2 separate regions of the Zea mays genome follow, and region 2 is linked to region 1. A link is a contact called in public Hi-C data. All regions are on one chromosome and are shown on one strand. Each heading gives the region's core, a stretch centred on a gene start, on an enhancer-like site or on the middle of the called end of the contact. The rest is flanking DNA. Distances are from core to core; before and after follow the strand shown.

What was found. A called contact is a pair of places that touch in the nucleus more often than the background predicts.
Region 2: a contact with region 1 is called in a Hi-C map of tassel, with 4 times the contacts expected there. The contact joins the promoter of LOC103653563 here to the promoter of LOC100382927 in region 1. A contact is called at or near these places in 3 of 25 Hi-C or Micro-C datasets (ear, endosperm and tassel).

Annotation. Positions count from the first base shown.
Region 1 is chr4:103,974,858-103,978,139 of Zm-B73-REFERENCE-NAM-5.0, forward strand. It overlaps LOC100382927, which reads right to left and starts at 1,782. Exons shown (of 9, transcript NM_001366808.1): 1 at 1,557-1,782; 2 at 1,322-1,468; 3 at 896-1,226; 4 at 589-815. The coding sequence starts at 1,613.
Region 2 is chr4:104,252,313-104,255,594 of Zm-B73-REFERENCE-NAM-5.0, forward strand. It overlaps LOC103653563 (DNA repair protein RAD50), which reads left to right and starts at 1,576. Exons shown (of 27, transcript XM_008680435.4): 1 at 1,576-1,958; 2 at 2,058-2,144; 3 at 2,352-2,519. The coding sequence starts at 1,836.

The DNA.
Region 1 (3,282 bases), core at 532-3,031:
GTTGAGGAAATAAATCGCCTTCTAGGAAACAGGCAACAAGCTATTCAGTTATTTCAAAGCAAACAAATACCATCTCCAATTCTACACAAGCATAACAGCTTTTGCACTACAGTTTCCTTGTCATCCTCTCTGAAATTACATGATACTGAAGACATACATCATGCTCATGAACATCACATGAACTCTGTTCCAGAGTGATCAGTCTGGGATAGTGCGTCCAGATTAGTTAAATTCATATGTAACAACAGATTTTGGAATTGACTAGCATATACTCCCTCCGTCCCAAAATAAAATTTGTTTTACCTTTTTAGTTGATTCACACAATAATTGATGTATTTGTTTTATATGTGTGTTTAGATTCACCATCATTCATTTGAACATAAGACATAAAAATCAAGAGCTAAAGTAAACCAACTAATATTTTGAGACGGACGGAGTACATCTTTAAACCGTGGACATGCAAAAAAAAATGTAAAACATTTAGGATAAAGTTATAAAAAGATAGCTAAAACTGCATTATCCATGAACGGGCGTAAATGCATAAGCAGCAAATGAGTTTAAAGTACGAAGTTGCTTTTAGAAACCTACAATTGAGGCGTATGACTTCTTTGGTGCCTCCTCCTGCAACACAGGGGCAACTGTAGTTGCCAAAACAGCTGCCACGTTGTTTGGAACTTCATTTATCACTTCAGGAACAGGTTGTTCCTCATCCACTACTTCCTCTGGCGGCGGATCGTAAACCTCAGCCTCCTCCTCCTCCTCAGGTTGAGGTGGTGATCGGTCCACAACATGATGTTCCTGCTGTGGCACGGCATCTACAAACAGTGAAAGAAGAGTGTTGTTATCATCTGCCTCATGAAAAACACGACTGAACTGCAGGCTGTGCTTTACACACTACGGTCATCAGGGGTGGCAGGCTCCACAGCAAGAGTAGATGTGCCGTTGGCAGCCACAGACAGGACTACAGCATCCGCCTCTGGCTGCGCCTCTACAGCGGTAGGGGCAGGGATTTCCCCGACGAAGCGGAACATGTCGTTGAGCACGAAGTAGCCCTTCTCCTGCGGCGCCAGGAAGAAGGACTGCGAGAACTCGCGGCGCACTCCGTCACGGCCGGTGAGGTGGCCTGTGACGAGCACAGTGACGCCGCCGCCAAGCGACTCCTGCGAGTCCACCGTCCTGATCTCCGCTTTTGACACGTCCATCTCCATTATCTTCTCGCCGATTGCCTGCATAGGCGCACAAGGCCCCCCAAAATCTCTCAGCATCGCGATCGAAATGAAACTAAAGCGACAGATCTGGGTGACCGGGGACGGTGGCTCACCTCCATAGTGGTGACGGAGTCCATGCCGGCGGCTCCGGCGGCGGATGCGGGGCGGCCGAGGCGACTAGCCTCCTGATAGAAGCGGTACACCAGATCCGGTGACTGGTGCAGCACGAGGTAGTACTGCTGCACGAACGCGTTGCCCACCTGCGCGCGCAGATAGACACTAGATCAGCTTCTGGAACACGGGAGAATCCCGCTGAAATCTCGGCCTGAGAGCGGCGAAGCTGCTTACCACTTGCGCAGACGGCGGTGCCTCGGGGGCCTGGGCGACAGGTTGCGGCGCGGCCATGAAGGCGATGGATCGGGGGACGGAGGAGACCTAGGGTTTTGGTGCGGCGCGCGGCTCCCGTGCGGGCTGCGGCGGCGTGTGGGGCAGCGCTTGGGTTCTGGTGGCGAAGGAGATGGAGGCGGAGGGAGGGAGAGGTGTAGTGCGAGGCGAAGGCGGCACCGGTATTGGGGTATGGGGCTTTGCGTACGGCGGATCTGGAGCCGTGATCTGATTGATGCTTTCATCCGTGAACAGTGGTGTGAGGCTGGATCGGACGGCGGTATCAATTGCTGGCGTGACGTGGCCAAAGGCCGCCACCGATACGGCTAACAATGAGCTCTAAATTTTACTTTATACATAAATGATGTTAGGCTAATCACAGTGAGGATTTCATGTCCCTATTTCCAAAAATATCACGTCAGTTTTATGGATGAATGAAACACCCTCTCTCAATAGAGAGTTTCATCTCATTATTTCATATGTCAACATACTTCTTAAATGTCGTATATAAATAACCAATAGGATGTACTCAATTATATGAAGATGAAACAAAACACTCTCAGTGGAGGTTTCACACAGTTTCCAAGACCTTGGAAACGAGTTAACATGGTTTCATCCCCATGAAACTCCATGAAACTCTTCCTTATTAAATGATATGACATATCATCCAAATATCTGATGTGGTAGATTAATTAATACATGAAACACCTCATGAAACCTCTATTGTGATTAGCCTTATTTTGATTTTTTAGACCAAATTTGATAGGCTCATCTTATTCAAAAATATAATTATTATTTTATTTTCATTCTGAATTAGTTTATCATACTAACTATCAACTGATTTTTCTATGTTTTCACAAATATTTTGAATAAAACGAACCGGTCAAATTTAGCTCAAAAAAGTCAAACGACTTTGTTTTTGGGACAGAAGTACACTATAAAATTTAAGTATCGGATTGAATTATGATCGAGTTTTATTTCTATTTATTTTTGAACAAAAAATTATTTAGAGCTCTAAAAAGTTGTGAAGAAACGTTTGGCTCGTGATCCATTATCACCCCTAAGTACCCATGACCGGGGTGATGTCAACGACGATCGATTGGTCAATTGTGCTATCGATCGATTACCGTGGCCGGTATGAGTCACAGTAGGACTAAGTTGGTCGTTATCGACCACTGTTTGAGCGGACAACGGTTGATGTGACGTCGTATTATTGGTTACGTTATTTTATCCGTTTGAATTTTAAAAAATAAAAATAAAAATAAAACAAAAAATCTTGAATCCTTTATAAATAGAGGGGTGTTTGAGTTCATTCACATGCATTCATCTCCAATTCACAAGGCCTCTATTCCGTTCATAGCTTCACTTTCTATTTCAATTAATTAGCTTTCCAATCTCCATTTCGATATGGATGCAAGGTGGAGTCCCAACTTCAATACGTTAATAGACTTGCTCAACAAGCAATCTACATATGTCATGATCCCACCGCCGATGCGAGGCAAGTTTTCTTTAATGGACTTCCTCCCATCCATCATTCACGAGAGGACGCTCCTGCTCATCCTCATTCCCTAATGGAGTATTTGGTTTGAGGAATGATGTAGTCCATCATCTTCTCACTCCTCATTTTTTGTTTGGTTTGTGGAATGGGGTGAGTTAATCCATCACCACCTCATTCCTCATAGTTAGTTGT
Region 2 (3,282 bases), core at 326-2,825, 280 kb after region 1:
CAGAGACATTGTTCGCAGATAGTTTATCGGTTACCATCCCTAGTTGGGTTGGATCGCTTAGAAATCGGAATAGAAATACCGTATATAGGGATGATAATGAGCTATAAATTTTATACTATAAGATTTAAAGATTAGATTAGGACTAGTCGGTTACCCGTGCGTTGCGACGGGTCATAACAATACCCACATAAACTATCCACCAAAAAGATCTCAAGATTTTTTATTGGTTGTCTCCACTCTTCGCATAATATTTTTTTATGAACGCACGAGTATCATAGGCAGCAAATCAGAGACCCTCATCACTCGCCTCCCCCACTTCCAAGGTTTCGTAGAACAGGAGGGGAAGGGAAGAGGCAAGCATACCTGTTCGTTGCCGGAGAAGGACATGACGAAGACCTGGACATCTGAAGGCGACATAGGTAGTATACCGCTAGATATATAGGGAGTGAGCACGCAAGCGGAGAAAGAAGCCTAGCCGGAGTAGCTCCAAACCAAGAGGCACCCCCACCAGGTGTCAGTCCGAGAAGGGCGAGAGAATGCGAGTGTCTTCCCAACCCTGGACCCGCCGAAGCGACACAACACCACCACCAACTCCATAGCATATGCCGACTGATGTCACGTTACGGGTCTTAGTTGTCCAATATCTCAGACCTAAACTCCTCATCACTAAGATAACCTAAGCGTGGCAGACACCACCATGTCCTTCTCGACGGCACGCACAAAGAAAGGCTAGGAGCATGACCGATTTGCCCCATACCCGCGTCGACGAGCGTCGGTCGACTCACGGTTGCGATCGTGAGCAGCAGGTTGAGGAGGAAGAACAGGGCGAAGGCCGGGAAGACGAACGAGATGTCCGACAATGGTGAAAACGATGATACGCGCATGATGTGAAACGTCCTCGTGGACGTGCAATACCCACTGCGCGAGTCGATGCCAGGGCTGGTGTCATACGAATACGGGTAGGAGGCGCCTGCTCCTCGCCCTCTGCCGAGAATGGGTGGCGCGGAGGTGGAGGCATGAGGGGAGAGAGAAAAGAAGTAGAATGACGAATGTGGTGGTGACAACTCAGACGAGGACCATCATTATCGTGCGGATGTATAGATGGCCAAATAGGCCGTGTCTGGCGAGTCGGTCCGAGGCACGACCCATTTAATAGTGCCTGGGCCAAACCAGCGCGAGCGTCGTGCGGTGTTTGGGTCGTATCCTCGGTCCGTAGTGCTGGCCCGGTCCTACATAATTATTTTTTTATTTTACAAAAAATCATATATATATATATACATATGTACAATTTATATTCAATATTATAAACATTTGATTATGATGTTCTACTGGTTAGACAACTTCATCAAGTGTCTTCCACACTTCTTTCATTAGGGTGTGGAGTTCAAACCCCACCTGATGTACACACTGAATTGATTTGAAAAATATAGTGTCTTTTTTGTAAAAAGATAACGCGGAACCACCGTTGAAACTAGTAGTATAGTAGAGATTAGACCCTATTTATATTTATTTTTAATTAAAATTTTTTTAGAATTCTACCATAAACGAAGAAACATTTGGATCCATTAGCACCCATAGCCGTACAAAACCCTAAGAACCCTAACCGGTACAAAACCCTAAAAACCCTAACGCCGCTGAAGACTCCAAAAAAACGCGATTTTCTCCTCCACTGCCCCTCCTTTTCTCTTTCCAATCGTTTTGCAATCACTACGAGCGTAATGAATAGAAGTTGATAGGGAGATAGCATCCGCAATCTAGGTTTGGGGCAATCGCTCTGGCCAGACTGGATCGGAGTGCAAGTCGTAGAGGGAGGCACTTGGGGCTCGTGGGGCAAGATGAGCACCGTTGACAAGATGCTGATCAAGGGGATTCGGAGCTTCGATCCGGACAATAAGAACGTCATCACCTTCTTCAAGCCGCTCACCCTCATCGTTGGCCCCAACGGTGCTGGCAAGACCGTATGTGTTTGATTACACCTCTAAATCCGAGATCCTGCACCCAGAAGATTAGTCGTTCCTGGATTGATTTTTGTGTGTTCTGTTCTGTTTGTTTTGCAGACGATCATCGAGTGCCTGAAGCTTTCTTGCACCGGCGAGCTGCCCCCCAACTCCCGCTCTGGCCACACCTTCGTCCACGACCCCAAGGTGATATGCTCGGTTTTCATACCCATTACTCCATTAATAACTTCTCTATATCACGGTCTGGGTTCTCTCGTGTGGCCAGCAAAGGAGGCTTTGCTTTATCTCTGGTGTTGGGGCGCAGGCGTTTCAGAAATTGAGAACTGTGGTTAATGTATGTGGAAATGCAACTCTGTAATCTGTTTTGAGGATTTATTGTCCTTTACAATGTAGGTAGCTGGCGAGACGGAAACAAAAGGACAAATTAAGTTGCGGTTTAAGACTGCAGCAGGAAAGGATGTGGTGTGCATCCGGTCCTTCCAGCTTACCCAAAAGGCATCAAAGATGGAGTTTAAGGCAATTGAAAGCGTCCTCCAGACTATAAATCCACACACAGGGGAGGTCTGCACATTTTCCTTTTGTTTTTCAATTTAGGTTGTTGATGCCCAGTTTGGTCTTTGCATTTTTAGTCTGTTTGATAACACATTTTTAGTTTATATAAAATCTATTATGGCATATAATAGTTTTACGAGAGAGCGACATTTATATTGCGTTGTTTTGAAAACCCCAGAGTAACAAATTGTCGAACCACCCTTTATGAAACAGCAACATATTGCAATGCAGGGGCAGAGCAAGGATCGACGCTGTCGGGGTTGCTGCATTAGCCATGCCGGTAGAATCCCTAAGAGAAATATAAGTGTAAAAGTTACCCCTACTTTTTAGAGATAATAGTTCGGAATACTAATAATTGGTGAAAGGGTTACAATATATAGACCTAGGGTTCCCCTAACCCTAATAGGCCTAATGGGTTGGGCTATGCTAGGCCCATAATACACACACAAGTAAACAACCATAATATAAAACTCTCTTAACACCTCCCGCAGTCGAAACTCTAGCCACAACATATGTTGAGAGTGAACCAAAACTCCAAGAACATCGAGGATGGAATACTCTACGAGTTGGTTGGAACATGGAGAACACGAACACCTGCGATGGCGACACGCTCACGAATGAAGTGAAGATCAATCTCAACATGCTTCGTGGTGCTGGACCAGGTTGACGGAGAGGCAGACAATGTTGACGTTATTGCAGTAGACGAGGGTTCTCCTTGTGAGTGGGCTGTGGAGCTCCTGAAGGAGCTGTTGGAGCCAGCTCACCTTAGGCA